Regions from separate parts of the Mus musculus genome. Here region 1 is linked to region 2. A link is a contact called in public Hi-C data. All regions are on one chromosome and are shown on one strand. The core of a region is the stretch at or near the end of the contact, and the rest is flanking DNA. Distances in the headings are between cores, read along the strand shown.

Region 1 (5,216 bases), core at 332-2,831, 170 kb after region 2:
ATTTACCTGGTAAATGGCTCAGTCAGGTCTGGGAACCCGACATTCACCTACTTCTATTTCATCAACCAGGTGACCTCTGAGAAGTCCGCGGTTCCTGGCACAGTAGAGACACCGTTGTTGGGAGTCAAGAGATGCGGGAGTAGGCTGAGACTCTTAGATAGCTCCATGGCAACGTATGCATCTCCTCCTTGATCCATAGAACATGGAGACTACTGCCTAAGAACGTAGCTGCTGGTCCCTAAAACATCAGGGACCGGAAATGAGGGATGAACCAGAAATGAATTGAGGATAGTCAGTGACCATTGCTGTGGTGTGTGTTGTGATTTTGGGAAGAGGAAGTCTATTGGGGAGAGTATGGGGAAAAGGTTTGCTGTTGATGTTGTTGTTGTTGTTGTTTTGAGGCAGGGTCTCATAGAGCCCAGGTTGATCTTAAATTTGCCAGGTAGCAAGGATGGCTTTGAACTCATTTTCCTGCCACCGCCCCCCCCCCCCCATCTCTCTGGTTCTGGAATTACAGATGTGGAACGCCACATCTGGCTTCAAAAATGCCTTTTTCAAAGAGAAGGAAAAAAAAGGAAAGAAAAGAAAAAGATTGCATGGTGATGTCTGTACAGAACCGAGGAGCAAGCCCAATCCAGTGCAGCGCCCTCTACAGACCCCTGTGGGACACAGGCCCCCTCTAGGAATGAGCAGAGCAGACTGGTGTTTCTGACGGTTCTGCTCAGCACTTCTGTCCGTAGTGTTTCAATCCATCGCAAAGGGCTACAGACAGGTGCTTAAACAATGGAAACCGATTTTCTCACAGTGCTCAAAGTGAAAACGTAAGGTCTTGGCAGGATGCACTTCTATCGCCGTCTCTCCCTGGCCTGTAGACGGCATCTTTCCTTGCGACTTCCCAGGGTCTTCTATCTGTGTGTCATGTCCTAACGTCTCCTCACAAGCCCAGCAGACAGGCCGAGGGTGGGGCCCACCCAGGTGGCCTTGTTTGGCCTGACCTCTTAGAAGGCCCCATCTCCAAATGCTGTGAAGTAATAATGTCTCAAGTGGCTGAAGGGTGTTCACAGGAACTTGAGGTTGATGAACCTCTGCTTACAAGAGGCCAGGAGCTACTATTTCCTGGTTTTCAGAAAAGGAAACAGGGGGACAGAAAGATCGGTAACTTATCCCGATATATAGCTAACAATAGAAACAGCGCTGAGCAGAACTAGCCGGATACTATAGCCTGAGCACAGAGCTCCTGCCTGCACACACCCACACCCACAGAGGTAGGGCTGTAGCCATTCATGATTCTCTAGTGCAGCAATCAAGACTTAGGCGACACCTCTTGGCCAAGGTCACTTAACTTGACAGATGGCAGAACAGGAGTTCCAGCCTAGACATCCTGTCTCCAAGTCCAGTCCCACGAGGCCCCCTTAACAGGCTCCTTTGACAGCAGATGGGGTTAGCAAATGGTTCTAGGGAAGTGGGGGAGAGTTTGGGGATAGTGTAATTGATCCTCTACCCCGTGGTGTCCTTACAAGGGATTTTGTGAGACAATGGCTTCCTCGCACCATTGACATAAGTTTTTCAGGAACTGCGATGAAGCTAGAACATATCCAGGCAATGCTGATGGAGAGGATGTGAGTCCAACCTCTTTGAGATTCCCACTCCCTTGTAGGTTTGCCCACTTCTAGGTCCTGTCCCAAACAACACAACCCTTCTTAATACTAATAGCACTCATTAGGGATGAATCTACCCCCCATTTCAAGTACCTTTTTGTACAGCCTTCTTTAACCTTCTCAACAGCTCAGAGAGTCAAGGGTAGCATTGTGACTTCTCTGTTTACATACCAAGAAAGACCCTGGGGCAGCTCCTTCCCCAGGGTCACTTAGGCTGTAGTTGAGGGAGCCTGCACAGCCTAAACTCTAGCCCTCTTCATGGATAACTGACAGAGAACTGATGGATCACCGCCCCCCACCCCCCGACTTTCTTAATGTATTGCTTGGTTTTCCAGGAAAAGCTAAGCACACCTGCTCTATGACACATTTTCCCTTAAAACCTTTAATCAGGAAGGGCAGGGAAGACCCCAGGGAGACATCAGGGACCCTCTGTGGGGACGGGGTCCAAGATGCTCTGGGGCAGAGGAAATAATTCAATCTTGAAAAGTCAAGGGACACTTGGTAAGTGGAGTGACAGCTCCCTGGCTCTTCAGGGCTGGCTAGGGATTCACCAGGCAGACAGACAGATGTTGGCACAAAGGATAGCAGTGGCTGATATGTATGGAGCTGGGAACCACATAGAAAGGGGGTCAGCCCAGAGTCAAAGCTGATGATGGGGTACCATGCTGAGAGAGCAGCTTTATTTTTGTGACTATGACATTTTAAAGTCCCAAGGATTCTTGAAATGATGTGGTCTTTAAACTCCACGAAGGATTTTACTGACACTGCAGTCCCCTTAGTAGCCCAGGAGCCTCACAAGCCTCGTCTCCCATCCCAGGCCTCCCTTCTGGCCTCACCTCCCAGCCTCTGGTCTTCATGGCAGGCCCTCCCTTCCTGTTCTTCTGAGAAAAGCCAAGCACCTGACTTAGGCTTTGACCTTGTCACTCCGCATACCTAGCTTCTCTTCTTACCCTTTAGCACAATTCCATCTCATGAGCTAGCTATGGTCATCAGAACTTTAGTACCGCTCTCGAGAAAGGTTTATTAAATGAATGAATGAAGTCCATTTTAAAAAAAATTCCAATTCGTTGAACGTGAGTGTACGGAGAGCTGTAAGCCATCATTGCACTGAATAATTAACTGGGACACACAGTTGCCTTTCGGCATCCCTGATCACTCTGTTATGCCTGAATTGCCTGCAGGTCACCAACAGAACCTCTAGTAAGGGTCTGGGCTGCAGTCAAGGTGAGGCAGCTTAGCAATTTGGCTCTTGTGCTCAAGGCTCCATCTAACAACCGTGCTCCTACAAACACGTCTCAGCACCAGAAAAGAAGCCGTGAAATTGCCTGAATTGAGAAGCTGACAGGAGAGCAAAAGGGCCCTGTCAAAACCCAACTTAGCTAAAAGACAAAAAGGCAATTCTGTCTAGCTACAGCAGCATGTTCCTAAGACTGGGAGAGGGGAGAAGGATGGCTTCCCTCCCTCCTCGTCCCCTCCCCTTCCCCTTACCTCCTCCCTTTCTTCTACGCTTCCCCCAAGCCTTCTTTGGCCCTCACTGTCTTCCTACATCCTTAATTGAAGGGTGAGTGAAATCACTTGTCTTCAGGAAAAGATATTCCTGACAAATTAGTGGTGGTCAAAATAGCAATAATGTCTCCCAAAAGCGCAAGCACCCTCTCTCTCTCTCTCTCTCTCTCTCTCTCTCTCTCTCTCTCTCTCTCTCTCTGGAAGTGGAGAGTCAGGATCAGCTCTTTTGATATTTGTGAATTCTCTCCCCTATCTCTTCAAGGCACTGGCCTCTTGTCTTTGTTCCCTGGCTCATTCAGCACAACAACAGCAACGTCTCCGGCAGAAAGTTCCTGCATTCTGCAATTTTATTCAGGACTTGGGTTTACGTCTCACGGTGTTAGTCCCTCAGGGTCAATGATACCATTAGCTGATTATGAAGAAGCCAAGATCCTCTTTATTGGGTGCAGCTCTACATGGCTTTGTTTTGTTTCCAGATTGGGTCTGATTGTGGGGTGGCTTAACAAACACAGGGGTGGAGCAGCTTAAGTCATTCATGGCCAGGATCCTGATGAAGAAATTAGGGCTTACTGAAGACAAAAACACCCAGCCTCTTCTCTATTACGAGGAGAAAAGAAAGCATGGCTCTAAATTTTAAATGCCAACCAACAACTGGTTTTGAAATTGTTATTTAGCTGCAGTGATGGTGGAGACCCTGGGAAGCAGATGTCTCACAGTTCATGAGAGAGATTTTTCAACCCTTAGGAAAGACTCAGGTAGCCCTGAGAAATTCTGAGGATGAAATTTGCACGCTGAATTTCCTAAAATTCGGTGTGTGCGGGTGGTGGATTTTAAATAGCTGGAGTGTTCAATTTGTAGAGCCCCTTGGGGGTTAGGTAATTGCCTGGCAGCTTGTGTGAGTTCTGCTGGCAATGGGCTCAGGAGATTTACTCCTTGAAGAATGCGAGGAGAAGTGATTTCCCAATATTTGCAAATTGGCAAGCTGTGACGTTTCTGAAAAAGCAGATGGAGTTTAGGGAGAGCCCAGAGCAGTGGCCGGAAATCCCTGCACGGAGGATGCTGTCGGAGTCAATTCTCCATGTGAGCAGTAGATGGCGCTAGCTGCCTTCCCTGGCAGAGCTGCAGCCTCTTTCCCCAGGTTCTTAGATGGCCCTGGAGATTCCATCTAAGAAGAGCCAGAATTGCTTCCCATAGGAAGCATGATTGGGGGAGTGCGAAAAGGGGCTTGTGGTGTGTTCACGACTTAATGACAACACGTAGACTGGTCAAAGGTTAATGCCTTTAAAACAGTGGTGAGCTGTTTTGTACTGTTGTTTCCCAGTTGCTTCTTGTGAGGAAGGGGTGGTCCTAGCACGGAAAGATCTCAGCAGCCAAGAGCACTGTAGAAATGTGATTTTTCAGCTTGGGTAAAGATATGGTTCTTTTTCCTTCCTAATAGCTGGGAGACTCAGAGCAACCAAGGGGCCCTAGGCATGGGGTCTATAGGCACAGGATGGGAAAGTCTGTACGGAAGCTCAGCAGAGCACTGCCCACCCCACCCCTGTGCGCAGTGAATGCTGTGTCAGAAGCCAGGCATCTTCTCCCAGATCTGAGCAGTGTCTCTATACACAAAGGGACATAAAGAATCGCCCCTAGGAAACCTTAAGTTCAGATGACGCTGTGCTGTTATCAATCATTCCTGATCCATCTCAGGACTACAGCTGCTCACACACTCTTTTAAAATGCCTTGAATTATGGGAGGGAAATGATAAAAGTAAGTTGTGTGTGTGTTTGAATAAGAATGTATTGTGTCTACACTATTGATTGGCAAGGGAGAGACTAACAGGTCAGTTTGTGTATGAGTGAGGAAAGCCTAGGCTTTGATTTCAGATAATTCTCCTACCATCAGCAGGAATATTGTCTGTATTTATAATTTATACATATGTTGTTTATTTAGTAAGGATCTAGGAAGAAAACTAGAAACGACTGTAGGTTTTTCTCCCTCCCTCCCTCCCTCCCTCCCTCCCTCCCTTCCTCTTGCTCGCTTCCTTTCTTTCTCTTTCTCTACCTCTC
Region 2 (4,980 bases), core at 2,444-4,943:
GTCTCATACATTCCATCCCGACCACACTTCCCCTCCGTCTCCCCCTAACCCCTCCCCTCCCCTCATATCTTCTCCCTTCCTCTCAGAAAAGAGCAGGGTTCCTGGGGGCATCAACCAATTATGGCATAACAAGCATAACAATAATTCCGGGCACATACCATCACACGAAGGCTGGACCAGGAAAAGGGCCCCACAAACAGGTAAAAGAGTTGAAAGCAGCCCCCACCCCCACTGTTCACTTGCCATTGAAGGAATGAGGACCTAAGGGTCTGTCACACGGTAGAGGAACAATGGCTGTCAATATTTAAAAAGAAGTAGTAGAGAGGATTTAAAACAATATCAATGCACAGCAATGATAGGTTTTTGATGATGCTATGCCAATTTCCCCGCTGTCACCATTACATTGTATGTGTTGAACTATTGCACCATGCCCAATAAATACATCCAATTATGTGTCTACCTAAATAAAGAACTGACTCACAAAAAAAAAAAAAAAGAAGAAGAAAGAAAAAAGAAAAAGAAAGAAAAGAAAAGCCTTATATGTTTTGCGGTAGATTGGGTACTATGGGGCCATTTCTAAACCCTAACTACATATTGTAAGCATAAGAGGAGTTTCTAATTATAGATGCATGCACACACACATTCCACATACACATACATGCATACAGTCACGTATGTGTACATGAACACTCATACATTCATGGACACATACCATATACACGTGTATTGTTCACAAATGAACACACACTTGAATATACAAATAAACACACACACACCTCCGTATCCCGTAGAGATTAGTTCCAGGACCCCTACAAGCAATGAATCCGTGGTTCCTGTTTCTTATCTAATGTGATATGGTAATTGTAAACTCTGAGCCTCAGGCGTTCCTTAAATGTACTTGACCACTGTCCCACAGCCCCAACTCCTCTTCCACGTTCTAAATCACTACTAGATTACTTACAATTCTTAATATACTGTAAATAACATATAGATGGCTACTACGCTGTGTTTCTTAGGAAGTAGTGAAAAGAGAAGAAATCAATACCTACTGAGGGCAGACACCTTGTCCTTCTGGAATGCTTTCAATCTCTGCTTGGTTGCAGCTGAGAGTGTGGTCTCTCAGAAAAAAATAAACAGCCACACACACATTACCTTCTGTTTATGTGCAATCATATTCAGGGATACTGGGGGGAACAGGGCATCAACATTTGAATTAGGAGGAACACAATCCTGCCCCTAAGATGGGTCACAGCAGCTCAGGAGAGAGCTGATGAAGGACATGAGGCGGTAGTAGGGGTAGAGATGGGGAAGAGAGAAAGTGGGGTGGCTATTAGATGGGGGTCAAGGCCACCCCCATTTCTTAGTGCAACCATTGATGTCCTTTGTGGAGGTGTTAGCAGTAGAGAAAGGAGATGCACGTGGCAAGGTTCCTTTGTGACTCTAAATGAAGAGTAAAAAAGAGTTAGGTGGAGATGAAGGAGTACTGTCAGTATGCAGAGACAGCTGTGGCCAGGGGTGTGACTGAGGCACCCCATGCCTCCCAGAAGCCTCAGAAAGAAAGGGGGGCAGGGGAAGAGGGAAAGGGAGGGAGAGGGAGAGAGGGAGGGAGAGAGAGGGAAGGGAGGGAAGGAGGAAGAGAGAGAGAGAGAGAGAGAGAGAGAGAGAGAGAGAGAGAGAGAGGATCTAAGAACTGGACTGAAGGAAAAGAACTCATTTGGAGTTCTTTTAAGCCACAGAATAAAAAGAGCCCTTCCAGTTTTACCCGAAGGAAAGTCTCGCTCAGTCACAAGCAGGGAGCAGAGTGAGAATCCTGATAAAGATGAAGCGATGTGCACCACGGAAGCCAAGCCGTAACAAGCACGAAGAAAGGCGTTATTGACAGACCCTTCCCTTGCTAATGAGAGGTCTGGCTTTCGAGAGCTAGCTCCTCGTTTGCTACATTATGCTGGTGAATTAATAGATACCTCAACAAAAGGACATTTAAATGAACGCTTGACACCTGCTTCAATCTTCAAGAAGCCATTAATTATGAATTCTTAAGAAAATGAGCGATGACACAACCCTAAGTGTATAATTCCTACCCACAGTGCCTAATCACACGGCCTTTCAGCTGCGAGACACATCTTTTCTGTTCATCTCCTCCGGTTCTGACCAATTAAACATTTTCGTTCATAATCATAACATTTCACATGCCAAATCTTCCAAAGAAAGGGAGCTTGTCAGCAACGCACTGCTTCCTGCTGCTAATTGATGCCGAATTCGAGTTCTTGAACGTGTGATCTATACGTGCGGGATGTGATGAACATGTTTGGGCTTTGTGAAAAGGTAAAGGCAGCCTTTGCCTTACAACCCAATTGTGTAAAAATGTTTCTTGTAGGGCAATATTTCTTGACAACGAAGATATTAATTAATTGCTGTGAGGCTGAGGTCAAAGTTTGCAAATCACGTATATACACAGAGAGAATAGTCGGCTTAAGTGGGTGTAGGCTTATTTGAAAAAAAGAAAAAGCCAACCTGATGTCATCTAAAGGAGTTAGAATAGCTCTATAGAGACAGATTTTTTTTTATGTCTTCTGTCCTTTTTCCTCCTCTTCCCCCTCCTCCCCCTCCTCCTCTTCCCCCTCCTCCTTCACACTTCTTCATCTCCTCCTCCTTCCCTGATCCTTCTTGGGACAGGGTCTCACAAATCCCAAGCTGGTATTGAATTTGCTATGTATCCAAGAGTGACCTTCAATTCCTGATCCTCCTGTGTCCTCCCTCCTCTGGGGTGCTGATTATACCTGGTTTCATGCGGTGCTGCGGATTGGTCTGTGTTCACACTAGAAAAGCGATCTACCAGCTAAGCTCCATCCTTAGGCCCACTTGTCTCACTCCGTCACATTTAACATTCACTGAAAGGCTCATCTCTCTGAGTGGTTTATTTCACAACAGTAGAGTGGCCACTGTAGTTGTTGTTGTTGTTGTTTTTCTTTTTCCAAGTATCAAACAGCATTTTTACACTGTAGGCTTCTGACTCAATCCCAGGGCAGTTTGGTTCCCAGTTTGTCACTAAGCTTGAGAGTCAATGATTCTGACCTAGCCAGCTCCGTCCCTCAGGCACAGGCAAATGCTGTCATGGTGCTTCATACTGGCTGTGGCTACACGGACCCAGATGCACGTTTATTTCCACATTTCCAGCAGGTGCAAAAAAAAAAAAAAAAAAAAGAAAGAAAGAAAAAAGAAAAAAACAGCAACAACCAAAAAAAAAAAACAAAAAAAAACAAAAAAAAAAACAAAAACAAAAAAAAAAAACAAAAAACAAAAAAAAAACCTCACCATACAGTGAAAGCTTGAAATACTCACCAGCTGGCCCTTTATGGAGATGGGGGGAAACCCTCTTAACCCTCACAGCAAACCAGTTGCATTATCAACGTGAACCATCTCACACACCTCTGTGTCCCTGAAGCCACCCAGCCCACTATCCCCTCTCCTGGACCTAGGTCTGTGCTGTCCGAGTAGGTTTTCCTGCTATTCCTCTGTAGACACCTTCACCGGCAGCCTTTTATTCTCAGTCCGGAAACAAGCCATCAGTGAGTCTAATCTAACGAATTCTGCTTTTTTTTTTTTTTTTTTTTTTTGGCAGATGTGAGCCACTGATGGCTTTGTCTGGTGAGTCAGCACGATTGGGAAGCCTGTAAGTAGGGGCTGCTGCTAGGCTCCCTCATCTATACCCTTAATGTGCTGTGGTGATGTCTTTAAGCCTCAGCCCCTTGGAAACAGTGAGTAGCAGAGTCCATATGAAGGAGCCCTTGCTCAGACACCCAGCACTGGGAACAGAGATGGACATAAGGCTGGCCTCTGTGTGTGGTAGACCATGCTTGTTCATCATGTACAGACAGAGGTGCTGAGAGGTGGGTCAATGCCTCCTCTCAATTTGATTCGTTCCCGCCTGACATCTCCAGACCTCAGCATCTCCTTCCTTCCTTCCTTCCTTCCTTCCTTCCTTCCTTCCTTCCTTCCTTTTTTTCTTTTTCTGGTTTTTCAAGACAGGGTTTCTCTGTGTAGCCCTGGCTGTCCTGAAACTCACTCTGTAGACCAGATTGGTCTTGAACTCAGAAATCTCCCTCCCAAATGCTGGGATTAAAGGCGTGCGCCACCACTGTCCTGCTTGTCCTATGGACAAAATGTTTATGTTTCTGATATGTTTTCCTTTTTTCAAGATCAAAATCTGCCTCAGGAGCCACCTCTCCTTCACGTGCCAGTTTGCTCACTCATGGGCAGCTCACAGACGTAGACTCACGGCCTGCTGTCCCCCTGCTAACCTGCACAGATGCAGGAAATGGGAACGGAAGATAAGGCACTAAAGTTTTCCTCTCCATCAGACCATGTACATCCTCAAAGAGCCAACACATAAACCAGATGCAGGTGCAGACACTATAACCTTGCTCAGAAGGCCCTGATAACCAAGCTGTAAGCACACTCAAATATCTCCATCGTACCTGGTCTCCCTGCAGTGTGTGCTGATCAAGGGGTGTCTTTGTAGCAATGTTGCTGTAGTAGGCATAGGACAGTTCCCAGTCCAGTGGGTAGCTGTCAACACCCTGGTAGTGTTTGTACCCAAGATTCATTGATGACAGTCTCTCACTGCCCTGGCCTCCAACCAGACTGTATAGCATGCCCTGTAAGGAAGAAATTGATAAAGTGTTCACAAGACTGTATAGATAAGGTTATAAAATCCCCTAAAGCCAAAAGGTCGTTGGCCCTGCTCCATCTCTCTAATCCCAGCCATCCTAAACACACACACACACACACACACACACACACACACACACAAAGACAAGCAATCATATGCAGAGATCAGAAATTAAAAGTGTTTGGAGAACATGGTGTTTTCTTGTGATAGTGTTATCTATCAATGTGACTATGCTGGCAGGGGCCCAGCGTCATTTCTCAGGGAGTCTGGTAGGCTGTTTCCAGTGAAATCTTGGAGATGGGTGTCTG

Evidence for each region. Hi-C and Micro-C count contacts between places; a contact is called where the count stands out from the background.
Region 1: a contact with region 2 is called in a Hi-C map of the N1E-115 cell line, with 4 times the contacts expected there. The contact joins two enhancer-like sites. A contact is called at or near these places in 4 of 484 Hi-C or Micro-C datasets (the N1E-115 cell line, embryonic stem cells, nephron progenitors and 1 more) and 1 of 9 other capture datasets (embryonic stem cells).

What each region holds. Positions count from the first base shown.
Region 1 is chr5:53,322,015-53,327,230 of GRCm38.p6, forward strand. No RefSeq gene overlaps it. Among named protein-coding and RNA genes, the nearest start is that of Gm40303, 57 kb to the left of the region's middle. Within about 2 kb of position 1,582, at least 3 of the 459 cell types and tissues checked have an H3K27ac peak or open chromatin away from gene starts, as enhancers often do. A contact at or near this core is called in the N1E-115 cell line, where this site is marked.
Region 2 is chr5:53,149,693-53,154,672 of GRCm38.p6, forward strand. It overlaps Sel1l3 (sel-1 suppressor of lin-12-like 3 (C. elegans)), which reads right to left. Exons shown (of 24, transcript NM_172710.3): 11 at 4,479-4,658. Among named protein-coding and RNA genes, the nearest start is that of Sel1l3, 61 kb to the right of the region's middle. Within about 2 kb of position 3,694, at least 25 of the 459 cell types and tissues checked have an H3K27ac peak or open chromatin away from gene starts, as enhancers often do. A contact at or near this core is called in the N1E-115 cell line, where this site is marked.